Linked DNA regions of Mus musculus: regions 2, 3 and 4 are each linked to region 1. A link is a contact called in public Hi-C, HiChIP or PLAC-seq and capture Hi-C data. All regions are on one chromosome and are shown on one strand. The core of a region is the stretch at or near the end of the contact, and the rest is flanking DNA. Distances in the headings are between cores, read along the strand shown.

Region 1 (2,656 bases), core at 76-2,575:
GAAACTCCATTTTCACGCTCTGCAATCCCTTCAGGAGTTTTCCATCCACACTTCAATCTTGACTGCCCAATTGTTGAAGAATGTGAAGGAGACAAATATTCCTTTGCATTTCTTCTGTGTTATTCCTGCATCGCGATTTTTTTTTTAAACTTGAAAAGACAATGTTTGCATCAATGTTTGCATTTATTCTGGGGAAATTCTCTTGGCAGAAGGCTGGCCAGCAAATGAAAATGGAATGAGGTGGTGATGAAGAGGAGAATTAGATTGCATAGGTATCAAATGGTTATTTGAAAATTACAGCCAGGGCTGGAAAGGATGGCTCAGCAGTTTAGAGCACTGACTGCTCTCCCAGAGGTTCTGAGTTCAATTCCCAGCAAGCACATGTTGGCTCACAACCATCTGTCATGGAATCCAATGCCCTCTTCTGGTGTGTCTGAAGATAGCAAAAATGTACTTACATAAACAAATAAATAAATCTTTAAAAAGATCACAACCTAATCAAATTTTAACTTCTATCCCCACTACATCATTAACTTCCTTCTATTTCTAAACTACTAAAAGGAGGGAGGTCTTCATTTCTTTTTTTTTTTTTTTTTTTTTTAAAGATTTTATTTATTTACTTATTATATGTAAGTACACTGTAGCTGTCTTCAGACACTCCAGAAGAGGGCGTCAGATCTCTTTACGGATGGTTGTGAGCCACCATGTGGTTGCTGGGATTTGAACTTCCGACCTTCGGAAGAGCAGTCGGGTGCTCTTACCCACTGAGCCATCTCACCAGCCCGAGGTCTTCATTTCTTAATCACCGAACAGCCAGTGTTTCTGAGTCACAGGACATCAATGTAGCAGAAAAAGAGAATTTGCAGTTTTGTGAATATTTTTGCTTCAAGTTCATAAATACACATCTGGATTTTAACAGTATCTCCTGCCACAGGATAAGGGCTCCTGTCAGCAATTTGCCACACATTCAAAGGTGTCTCCATAGTATTACAATAGAAACATTCTTATTTACGAGTAAACAGACTGTATTCTTGTTATTCTTTTTCTGTGTTTAGACATGTTTAGACGTCAGCTTATCACTGTGTCACAGTTGCCTATATATAGTTCTCACACTGTGCATGTTTTGTAGTTTAAAAGCAGTAGGTTGTACCACATGGCCTGTGTATACAGTAGGATATACCACTGTATGTTGTATGTTGTGTATGTTGGTGCATTCTGATAGCTTTGTGACGAAATTGTTCCTATCTTACCTAGAATATTTCCTCTCTGTTAAACAAACAGTGAATGTCTTCATAAGGAGGAATGTTTTCCTGAATTTCACTGTGAGATTTAGATTCGTCTATAGAGGGCGGCAAACAGCAGCTTAATTCCCCACTCAGTGCCTAAACCTTAAAGTATTAATGTTCCCATTATCTTAAATCAACAAGAAAGATTTCCTTAACTTAATGAAGGCTTTTTTTGTTTGTTTGTTTCTTCTTGGTATGATTGCTTTTTGTTACAGATAAAAATAAGTGTGAGACCAACAGGGAAAATAAAGTTGCTAAACTTATGTTTGTAGCTTCTTTCCCCTGAAATTTCTAGAGCTTTCTTCCAGAGAAATAGAGCTTGCTGTCTCTGCTGAGTACGAGACAATCTGGTTCCCCTCATGGACTGTCACATTAGTTCAACACTCACAATTATATTCTTCTCCCCCCTCCCCGAGGAAACAATTACTCAGCTTTCCAAGTTCCTACTTCTGTTCTCTTCCTCCAATTGTGATCTTTAAACAATAGCTGCGGTTTCCATGGTTACTTTATCATCCACAAATAGAGCAACTGAGTCACAATTACCTAAAATCAAGCTGCCTGTGAAAAAGAGTAATTTCTGTCATAGGATGGTTCACTTTGTTTCCCTGGTTTTGATTTTGAGAGTCAGGTTCTGGTTGTGAGACCCAGGGTGGCCTTGAACTCACTATGCAGCCCAGGTTAGCCTTGACCCACCTCAGGCTCCCAGGGCTTGGATTAAGGCATGTGCCACCACACTTGGAGGCAGGATGATATTTCTTTATCACCTCATAAGAATGTAAAAAAAAAGTCATGATTTAGAATACTCACATTTGTGCACTCTTAGATTATGTCCTTCCTTTCAGAAAGAAACCTCTACCTGTAAGCAATCCAGTTCACTCTTGCTCACACATACTACTCAATCCATATCAGCTTTCTCTCTATATGAATGCTTTTCTTTACACAGATTTCTTTTAAAAATTAAATTATGCAACATATAAGCATGGGTGATAGATTTTTTCCATATTTGACTGTCTTATAACATTCATTCATGTGAAGGCATTTATCATTTTCTTTTTATTAATTTAATTTTTAGGCAGTGCACAGTTTCATCTATGCACTCAATGTATTCTGATTGCTTTTCCTTCTGTTTCTTTGTATTTCTCTTACACCCTTATTAACCTCTGCTTGTCCCTACTTGTCCCTTTCCCAGTCATGGCTGCTGATTTTGTTGTGTGGCCCATTTAATTAAATCATCTGCTATCTGCTAACCTCTTGAGTAGAACTATCTGTTGGAGCCCAGTGGGGTCACCAATGGGTACATCACTAAAGCAATGACTCCTCGTTTTCCTGAATCTATTCATATAACACAGTTGAGCAATGATGGAGAAACC
Region 2 (2,656 bases), core at 102-2,601, 500 kb after region 1:
ATGTGCCCAAGGATCCCATTTGGATTAGGAGTGCCATTTTCCTTATTAGTATAATTTCTAAAGCACTATAACAAATAAGCACAAGGAGCCATGCTAAATTCATGCTCTTGTTAGCAGTATACACTTTATAGGAGAATATTTTATTTATGTTACTAAGCAGATTTGGAATTATAGCAGCAATATTTTTGATGAGTCTATCAGACCGTATTAGTTTTTACACCTCATTTCATGAGATCCCCCACCTCTGGATTTCTAATTAGCACCTGGCAAAATAAAATTTCACTTGTTTTTGGTTGTGAGCCTAGACTTTAACAGTCAAGCCATCTCTCCAGTCCTAAAATTACACTCTTTAATGTTATAGAATCCTGGATTGTTGGGTATCCTAAATAGTTTAGGAAAATCATGTCTTTTCATTCAATGCCATATCTATGATTAAGGTACATACCATGTACACAAATACATGCATGTTCATATACACACATATATATTCATAACCACCATTCATTTTAGAACATCACAGAAACAAATCTTGCAGTTTGAGACTATTGGGAACTACAGAACGGATGGTTAGTTTCTAAGTCATGAGTGGCAGAATCATCTCGTGTCCAGAGAGAAAGGCTTTTCCTGGTAAAATCTGTAACTAAAAGAAACTTGACAGAAACAATGAGGGCTGGAAGATGTTGCACAAGATGGAGATGCAATGGGCAGGGAAACAGGAGCTGGGATGTTGGAATGAGAAATGTCTTCATTTGTGCAAAATGTAACATTACAATGAATTGCAAGTAGGAAAGAATGCAGTGATTGTACTTTTCCCCTGACAATGTACAAGGGAACAAAGCAATGCAAACAATGCAAGAGCTGAGATGTCAGACAGCAACTTCATTAAACTGGGGCAAGGCATTCTCGCTGACAAAGGATGGCATGTTACTTCCTCTCTGACTTGGAAAGGGGAACAAAGAGAAATGTTCATACTCTTAATAGAAGTTTAAGAACAGTCTAGTGGATATTTGGAGACCATTAAAATGTGCTAGAATTTAACATGTATAAACCCAATTTCATCCCCTTTCCCTTTCATAGCTTTTGCCACTTGCACTTTATAGGAACTGGCTCGAGGAGGAAAGTATGTGGTACGAAGCATTGTGTCAGGTGTGAACAGTCAGTTTGGATTCTATATGGTCAGGGCAGAGGAAGCCTGAGCTCTGACAACAATCAGTTCCACAATTTCAGTGTGTCTGTATCTCAAATTTGCTGCCCATACACATGTGATACAGTCCTGGTTAAACACAAAACTTGACAGCAGCTTGGTGGTTCATATTACTTCTTCCTTTCTTTGTGTCAGGATCATATTATGTTGACAATTAAATTTTATTCACAGACTTAGACAAGTAAATGCATAGAAGAATTTCATATTTGTGATATGATGTGAGACTCTTCTGCATTTTCCAGGAATCTGAAAGTCATCAAGAGAACACAACAGCTGAATTTGGACAAAGATAAAGAAATAATTTCTCATAAAATGAGTTTTTAAGGCAATAAGACATATTTCTTAGATGCTCTGTTTTTCATTTTAAAAGTCCAGATGAGCTTCTTTAGATATGTTATGAAGATACCAGGAGCATGTACAAATGCCATGATACTGTCTTTCAGGTTTTATTTTTATGAACGAGACGACAGATGGAAATGCCACCCTTTTCTAACAGAAACTCTCCTAATTTCACAAGAGGTAGTCAGAAAATATTGACTGGAAAGATGCCTGATCTGAACACCCACTTGCCAGCATTGTAAAATGTCAAGGGGAAAACGTATAAAACTTTTACTTCTGTTAGCTTTATGTCCAGCATCTGAACATCGTTGTGACCCTCTGCTCCTTGGCCTCCATCCTCCCATCTATAAATATCATCTATACCAGCCAGACACTGAACACTTTCAAAACATCAACATCAAATGTATGTTCATCTTGGTTTTCTTGTTTTAACTCCACCACTGACTAAGACTTTAAATGAGAAAAGTTAGATTTTGTTTCTTGTGATTTGATGCAAGCTTTATAATCTAATGATTTTAGTTTTTTGTTATTTTTTTATTGGTTGTTTTATTTATTTACATTTCAAATGCTATCTACCTTCCCAGTTTCCTCTCCACAAACTCCCTATCCCATTCTCTGTCCCCCTGCCTCTATGAGGGTGCTCCTCCACACACTCACCCATCCACTCCTTCCTCATTGCCCATATGCTGGTGCATCGAGCCTTCACAGGACCAAGGGCCTCTCCTCCCATTGATGCCAGATAAGGCCATCCTCTGTTACATAAGCAGCTGGACCATGAGTTCCTTCATGTGTGAACTGGATGTTTCAGATGTACAAATTGAAAACAAAAGCCTACATTAGATATGGCATTTTTAAACTTTTAGTTGTGCATTAATGGAATGATGTGTTGGACAGCTTTTCTCCACCGTGACAAAAGAACCGAGAAAAAACTTGGAATTGGCCAGGGAGATATATTTTGTTTCATAGGTTCAGAGGTCCTGAGAGGTCCACCAACTTTGGGAATAAAAAAAATTCAATTCCCCAGGAAGCGCTATGGAATCTTCAGAAGGAGCTACTAACAGTGGGTCTTAGTCAACGATGACCCTGACTTAGGAAGGATAAGTCTGGAGCTGA
Region 3 (2,656 bases), core at 103-2,602, 470 kb after region 1:
GCCTTGCATACAAAGATGCTAAACATGCTGTGTTGATGCATTAAGACTTAATGATATTAATAAATTCATTAGAGCTTTCCATCAATGTTGTTGGTGTTTTCCTTAATCTGTTTAACTTTCTTCAAGCATGACGTGACATTAAAATCTCTAATAACTCACATTTTACTTTTAGTGACTTCCCTATTTATCATTTTTAGGGATATTCAAGAATATTTCTTGGGTGTTTGTTAAATAGAATAAGATAGAGGAAGAGTGACTGATCAAAAGAGGAAGAGGTTTAAAAATTAATAATGAGTTTATGCTCAGATGATTCATTAATCTTTGACAACTAACTTATGTCGAGACACCACCTTAACCTGTAGGTGCATATTATCTTAAGCTAGGAAAATGTCCTTCATACAAATCAACCACATGCTGAACTATGGGTGAGTTTCAATAAATTCCAAAAGATTGGTAGCATATAACTCATGTTTACCAGTTACAAAAAATCAAGTCAGATATAGATAGTAAAAACGGAAAAAAGAACAATCTATTTGGAAATTAAAGAACACGGTTAAGTAAAATGAGAAAGAGGCAAATTCCTAAAGTAGATACCAGAAAACACTTAAAATTGGATTATTATATATAATATACATAACAAAGTATGTATATGTATATACATGTGTATATGTACATGATATATACATATACATCATATACACATACATATATATATATATATATATATGTATATATACATGCTGTGTGATATAGGCTAAAGCAATTTTAGGACACAACTTATAACTATTAAAAATACCAAAACTTGAAAGTTAATTAGCTAAATATAAAAATGGCAAAAGACTAATGCCAAATTTAGTAAAAAGGCAAAAGAATTAAATTTACATAGTTAATTAGTGAAAGAAAATAAGATACAATATCAGCAAACTTAATAAGATTTGAAAATGATAATTAAGCTGGTGGAACTGTGGAAAGCAGATAACAAAGTATCACAGTTGAACAAAGTTAAGGCTAAAGCCCTCTGACTCCGAAGATGCTGCCTGCTGAGATTAGATGAGAAATGGAAACTGATTGAATTTGAAAGGCCTATGAGTGTTTCACTGGTGACTTCACACAGCAAGGCCCATAGAAACCCCTTCCCACTTGGCAAAGACCTGTGAATGAATTCTATGTTCTTCTTCGGACTCATTCAAGGAGTGAAACCCTCCTCTCCTCTCTCTAACCCTACTCATCCTCCAGATGTGACAGTTAATCCTGGGTAATTTGGGAAACATACTTATGTCCCTAGAGGCACAGCTACAGTCACACTGAGTAAGCTGGTCACAGTGTGGAGAACAACGGTCCTGGCTCACATAACTGTTTCAGGAAGCTGGGTCTGATCAACAGCGACCTATAAAATGGGGAAGTTGTATCTGATCAACAGAGACTTAATCAGGAATTAGTGGATGCATATCAGGAAAAGTTGCTTGGTACATGAACATGTCTCTGCCTGCAGTGATAAAAGGTATTGTGACAGAGAACTGCTATTGTGACTGGGGGTGGGGGAAACTAATGTTAAATTTTAGTTGCAGAGTATGGTTGAGGGTATTTGTGTGACTGACCCAGAGGGAGAGGGAAAGGAGGAAGGGGGCTTTTGTAATGATAAGGCTTATGTATACTGACATTATGATTCTTTAAATAAAATAGCCAATTATTTCACTGCTCAGGTGAGTAGGCTTGAGATTGTATAAATAACAATAGTTCAAGATATTTTGGGCAACTGGATTGATAGTCAACAGGTGGTCAATGTCTTTAGTCTTTCCAATATGTCTGTCCTCAGGTTCCAGACCCCTGCTAAAGCACTGGTCACAGGCAATGGAATACCTGACCATACAGAACGTTACAGTTTTTCAGAACATCAGAGAAAACTAGAAAAAAACAACTTCATAAGCACTATAAAATCAAAAGAGAAAAAATTCTGGAAGATGTCATAATTAATAAATTTAACTCCAAAATGAAAAAAAAAAAGTCTAATCTCAAATAAGTTCTTCCAGGGTATAAAAAGCGATGGGGCTGAGCAAACACAACAGCTGTCAGGGACGGATCATATGGAAGAAAAGTCACTGATTTTACTTATGGGCATTCAGTGAGGCAAAATATTTGAAACCAAATCTATTTATATTTAAAACAGACAGTGCATTGTGACCTAGTTAAGTTTATCTCAGTATGACATAATTGGCAGTTGTGTTATTTTTCCTTGGGAAGTGAAACACAACATCTATTCACCACAGATAAAGCAGGCTTTGAGAGGACAAACAAAAGATGCTCTCCCAGCCCAGGTTTTGAGCCTTTACTGGGCTCATTGGTGCATGGACGGTTCAGAAAAGCTGCTCCATCTGGAAGTCCCTCTTGGGACTTACCAGCAGCCATAGTACAGAGAAAATCTCTCTGCTGCCAATGGGGAAGGAGTGTCCATTGAGAATCCATACCAGGAAAATAGAAGACCATTGATGAAGGATGTGCTAGAATTTCTATTTTATGTCCTGAACATAATAAGAGGCGAGAGCAGCAAAATGAGCAATATTCTTACTTTTAAGTGGAACCCCTGATTTTGCTCAAGAGGTTTGAACAAAAAAAGTGATACAAACCCCACAAATTAGTGTTAGAGAATAACCATTAA
Region 4 (2,656 bases), core at 105-2,604, 290 kb after region 1:
CATAATAATTAAACTTAATACTATCTAAGTGAAGTTCTACATATATTCTATATTTCTTTAAAAACATTTCTTTGGCTTAAATTAGTTTTGAGAAATTCCATAAAACCAATGGAAAATTTAGAGTGGTTTCAGTTTAACTACAGGAGTTTAAAAAGTCCTAGATGAACATTTTAGCCACTCTAAAGCTTGCCATCATTAATTTAACAAATGTTTCACATGTAAATGAAGGAGACTTAAAATAATACATAAATAATCAATGCTGCTAGTGATTAGGTCATCACCATATTAATCAAATTGAAAATAGTATGATGTTGAAAATAGTAAAAAGTTAGACGTCTAAAATAACAGGGGTAATGATATTAAAATTACTTCACACTGTTAGATCCCATAAATAAAATGTTAGGTATTGTGAGTTAATGAACTAGCTTTTGAATATGATTTTTAGCTATGGGTGGATTTTGGAAAACAACTTGGCAATGATTGCTTAAACTGAAAACACGCACACCACATGCCTTGGCACTGCTTCAACATATTACAGTCCATAATTTAAAAAGACATATTGATGATTACAGTATTGCTTAAGATAGAGACATTCATGAGGCAAGTAAGCATCTATCAGTGTAGACACAAGCTAAATATTGTATGATAATTGCACTGGATATTATTTAGATTTTAAAATGAATTTGAATCAGTGTATCACTTTTAAATATCGAATATGTAAGAAAATGAAAGAAACGTTTTCAGAAAAACATTTACAATGTAATAATTAGTATAATTTTCAATATACATAACATGGCATCAAATATTATTATAGAAATATACATGTACCATGCTTGTAAAAAATTATATAGGGGGACTAGTTTATAAAGGTAAATTTGACTTGCCAATTGCAGTATGATTTTAAAAGTATTTGAATTTAAGAATGACAAAGGGGGCTGGAGAGATGACCCCACAGTTCAAAGCACTGACTGCTCTTCCAGATATCCTGGGTTCAATTCTCAGCAACCACAGGGTGGCTCACAGCCATCTGTAATGGGATACAGCGTCCTCTTATGGTTGGTTCACAGCCAAACATTGAACTGAGCACAGGGTCCCCAATGCAAGAGTTAAAGACTAAAGGAGCTGAAGGAGTTTGCACCCCATAGGAGGAACAACAATATCAACCAATCAGATCCACCAGAGCTCCCAGGGACTAATCCACCAACCAAAGAGAACACATGGATGGACCCATGCCTCCAGCCGCATATGTAGCAGAGGATGGCATCAACAGGAGAAGAGGCCCTTGGTCCTTTGCAGACTCAATTCCCCGTTGTGAGAGAATGCTATGGCAGTGTGGTGGAAGTGAGAGGGTTGGAGAGGGAGCACTCTCATAGGAGCATGGGGAAGGGGGATGGGATAGGGGGACCCGGAAGGGAAACCCAGAAAGGTGATAAAATTTGAACATATGAAATATCCAATAAAAAGATAAATAAAAGGACTTTGATAAGGTAAAAAAAAAGACAAAAAGGAAATGAGGAAATATTAGAATAATTATGAAAAAGCACTGAACAATTGATGCCAAATATAGTTGGGTACTACGGAGAGAGTGAGTGATTATTGAGTCTTGATGAGTTGTGTCTGAAAGGCATGAATGGAGAAGTTCTCCAGTGACTTCCTTTTTTTTAAAAACTCCTTTGGCAAGATGTGATACATGTAGGATTATGTTATGGTGCTGTGTGTCTCAACCTTGGTCTTACAAAATAGAGCTTCTCAGAGTGAGTCACAGGCTTAAATTGGTTGATAGCTGTTTTCAGTCACAAGGAGATAAGAAACTCGTACCAAGGTACCAATATTGAGCAAGCTTTTAGTTGATCCATTCATAGTGACAAACTTACAACTTTTTTAGAAAACGTCATTCATGAATATTATGCATTTTTAATATTACCGCCTGCCTTCCCTCTTCTACTTCCTTCCATATTACCCTCCCCACATCCCCTTACAGTCACACATGTATGTCTTCAGGACTGGCCACTTGGGAACTGATCACCTACCAAGTGGCTCATCCCTAAAGAGACTCCTCAAAGAGTCTGTAGAGATACTAACCAATTTAGCAAAATGCTATTAGTAGGCTTACCTCTAGGGTAAATTATTTCTCTAATTATATATTCTTGGCTAGGTTAACAGTAAGACATGACATTCCTCTTACTGGGTGGATCTTAAATCCAATCAGACAGCAGATAGCTGCCCTTAAGATATTATTTCATTATTGGACATATCATGCCAGGCTGTTCATGACTGTAAGTCATGGGCTTTACAGCTGGGTAGAATTGTTGATAACTGTTCTCCTTAGGCAGCTTCTATAGCACCTTCTAACAACAAGAATTACACCTCAGGGAAGGTGCTTCTGAATCAGAACCAGCTTGGTTTATGCAAATTGCATGACCAAACTATGTGGTGTTAACCGTAGAATCTTGCTTTTAAGTGTTGGCAAACTACCAAGAACAATCCCAATTGAGAGAATGGGTTCTCTCAGACCTATGAACAAAATTTTAAGGGATCTGTCCAATTCCTAGGCTTCTGATATAGGCATTATCTCCCTATGTGTGATAACTCCAATCTATGTCTATACCATCTATATCCAGATCAATATCTGTATAATCTCTGTTTGTCTCTCTCT

The links. HiChIP or PLAC-seq counts read pairs in DNA pulled down with a chosen protein or histone mark. A called contact is a pair of places that touch in the nucleus more often than the background predicts. Capture Hi-C pulls out chosen DNA fragments and counts their contacts.
Region 2: a Hi-C map of bone marrow-derived macrophages shows a contact between it and region 1, with 11 read pairs. The contact joins two enhancer-like sites. A contact is called at or near these places in 2 of 484 Hi-C or Micro-C datasets (the HPC-7 cell line and bone marrow-derived macrophages) and 1 of 115 datasets of contacts at active chromatin or transcription factors (large pre-B cells).
Region 3: a contact with region 1 is called in a CTCF HiChIP or PLAC-seq map of pro-B cells, with 5 times the contacts expected there. The contact joins two enhancer-like sites. A contact is called at or near these places in 2 of 15 datasets of contacts at CTCF or cohesin (large pre-B cells and pro-B cells), 25 of 484 Hi-C or Micro-C datasets (the BV-2 cell line, ECoMG myeloid progenitors, the G1E-ER4 cell line and 17 more) and 3 of 115 datasets of contacts at active chromatin or transcription factors (bone marrow-derived dendritic cells, large pre-B cells and pro-B cells).
Region 4: a contact with region 1 is called in a capture Hi-C map of bone marrow-derived macrophages, with 13 times the contacts expected there. The contact joins two enhancer-like sites. A contact is called at or near these places in 7 of 484 Hi-C or Micro-C datasets (the 3T3-L1 cell line, 3T3-L1-derived adipocytes, the C10 cell line and 4 more), 2 of 115 datasets of contacts at active chromatin or transcription factors (bone marrow-derived dendritic cells and large pre-B cells) and 1 of 9 other capture datasets (bone marrow-derived macrophages).

Annotation. Positions count from the first base shown.
Region 1 is chr16:64,905,961-64,908,616 of GRCm38.p6, forward strand. No RefSeq gene overlaps it. Among named protein-coding and RNA genes, the nearest start is that of Gm33971, 33 kb to the left of the region's middle. Within about 2 kb of position 1,326, at least 7 of the 459 cell types and tissues checked have an H3K27ac peak or open chromatin away from gene starts, as enhancers often do. A contact at or near this core is called in bone marrow-derived macrophages and pro-B cells, where this site is marked.
Region 2 is chr16:65,405,145-65,407,800 of GRCm38.p6, forward strand. No RefSeq gene overlaps it. Among named protein-coding and RNA genes, the nearest start is that of Pou1f1, 110 kb to the right of the region's middle. Within about 2 kb of position 1,352, at least 11 of the 459 cell types and tissues checked have an H3K27ac peak or open chromatin away from gene starts, as enhancers often do. A contact at or near this core is called in bone marrow-derived macrophages, where this site is marked.
Region 3 is chr16:65,377,114-65,379,769 of GRCm38.p6, forward strand. No RefSeq gene overlaps it. Among named protein-coding and RNA genes, the nearest start is that of Pou1f1, 140 kb to the right of the region's middle. Within about 2 kb of position 1,353, at least 19 of the 459 cell types and tissues checked have an H3K27ac peak or open chromatin away from gene starts, as enhancers often do. A contact at or near this core is called in bone marrow-derived macrophages and pro-B cells, where this site is marked.
Region 4 is chr16:65,199,802-65,202,457 of GRCm38.p6, forward strand. No RefSeq gene overlaps it. Among named protein-coding and RNA genes, the nearest start is that of Gm34033, 9.4 kb to the left of the region's middle. Within about 2 kb of position 1,355, at least 20 of the 459 cell types and tissues checked have an H3K27ac peak or open chromatin away from gene starts, as enhancers often do. A contact at or near this core is called in bone marrow-derived macrophages, where this site is marked.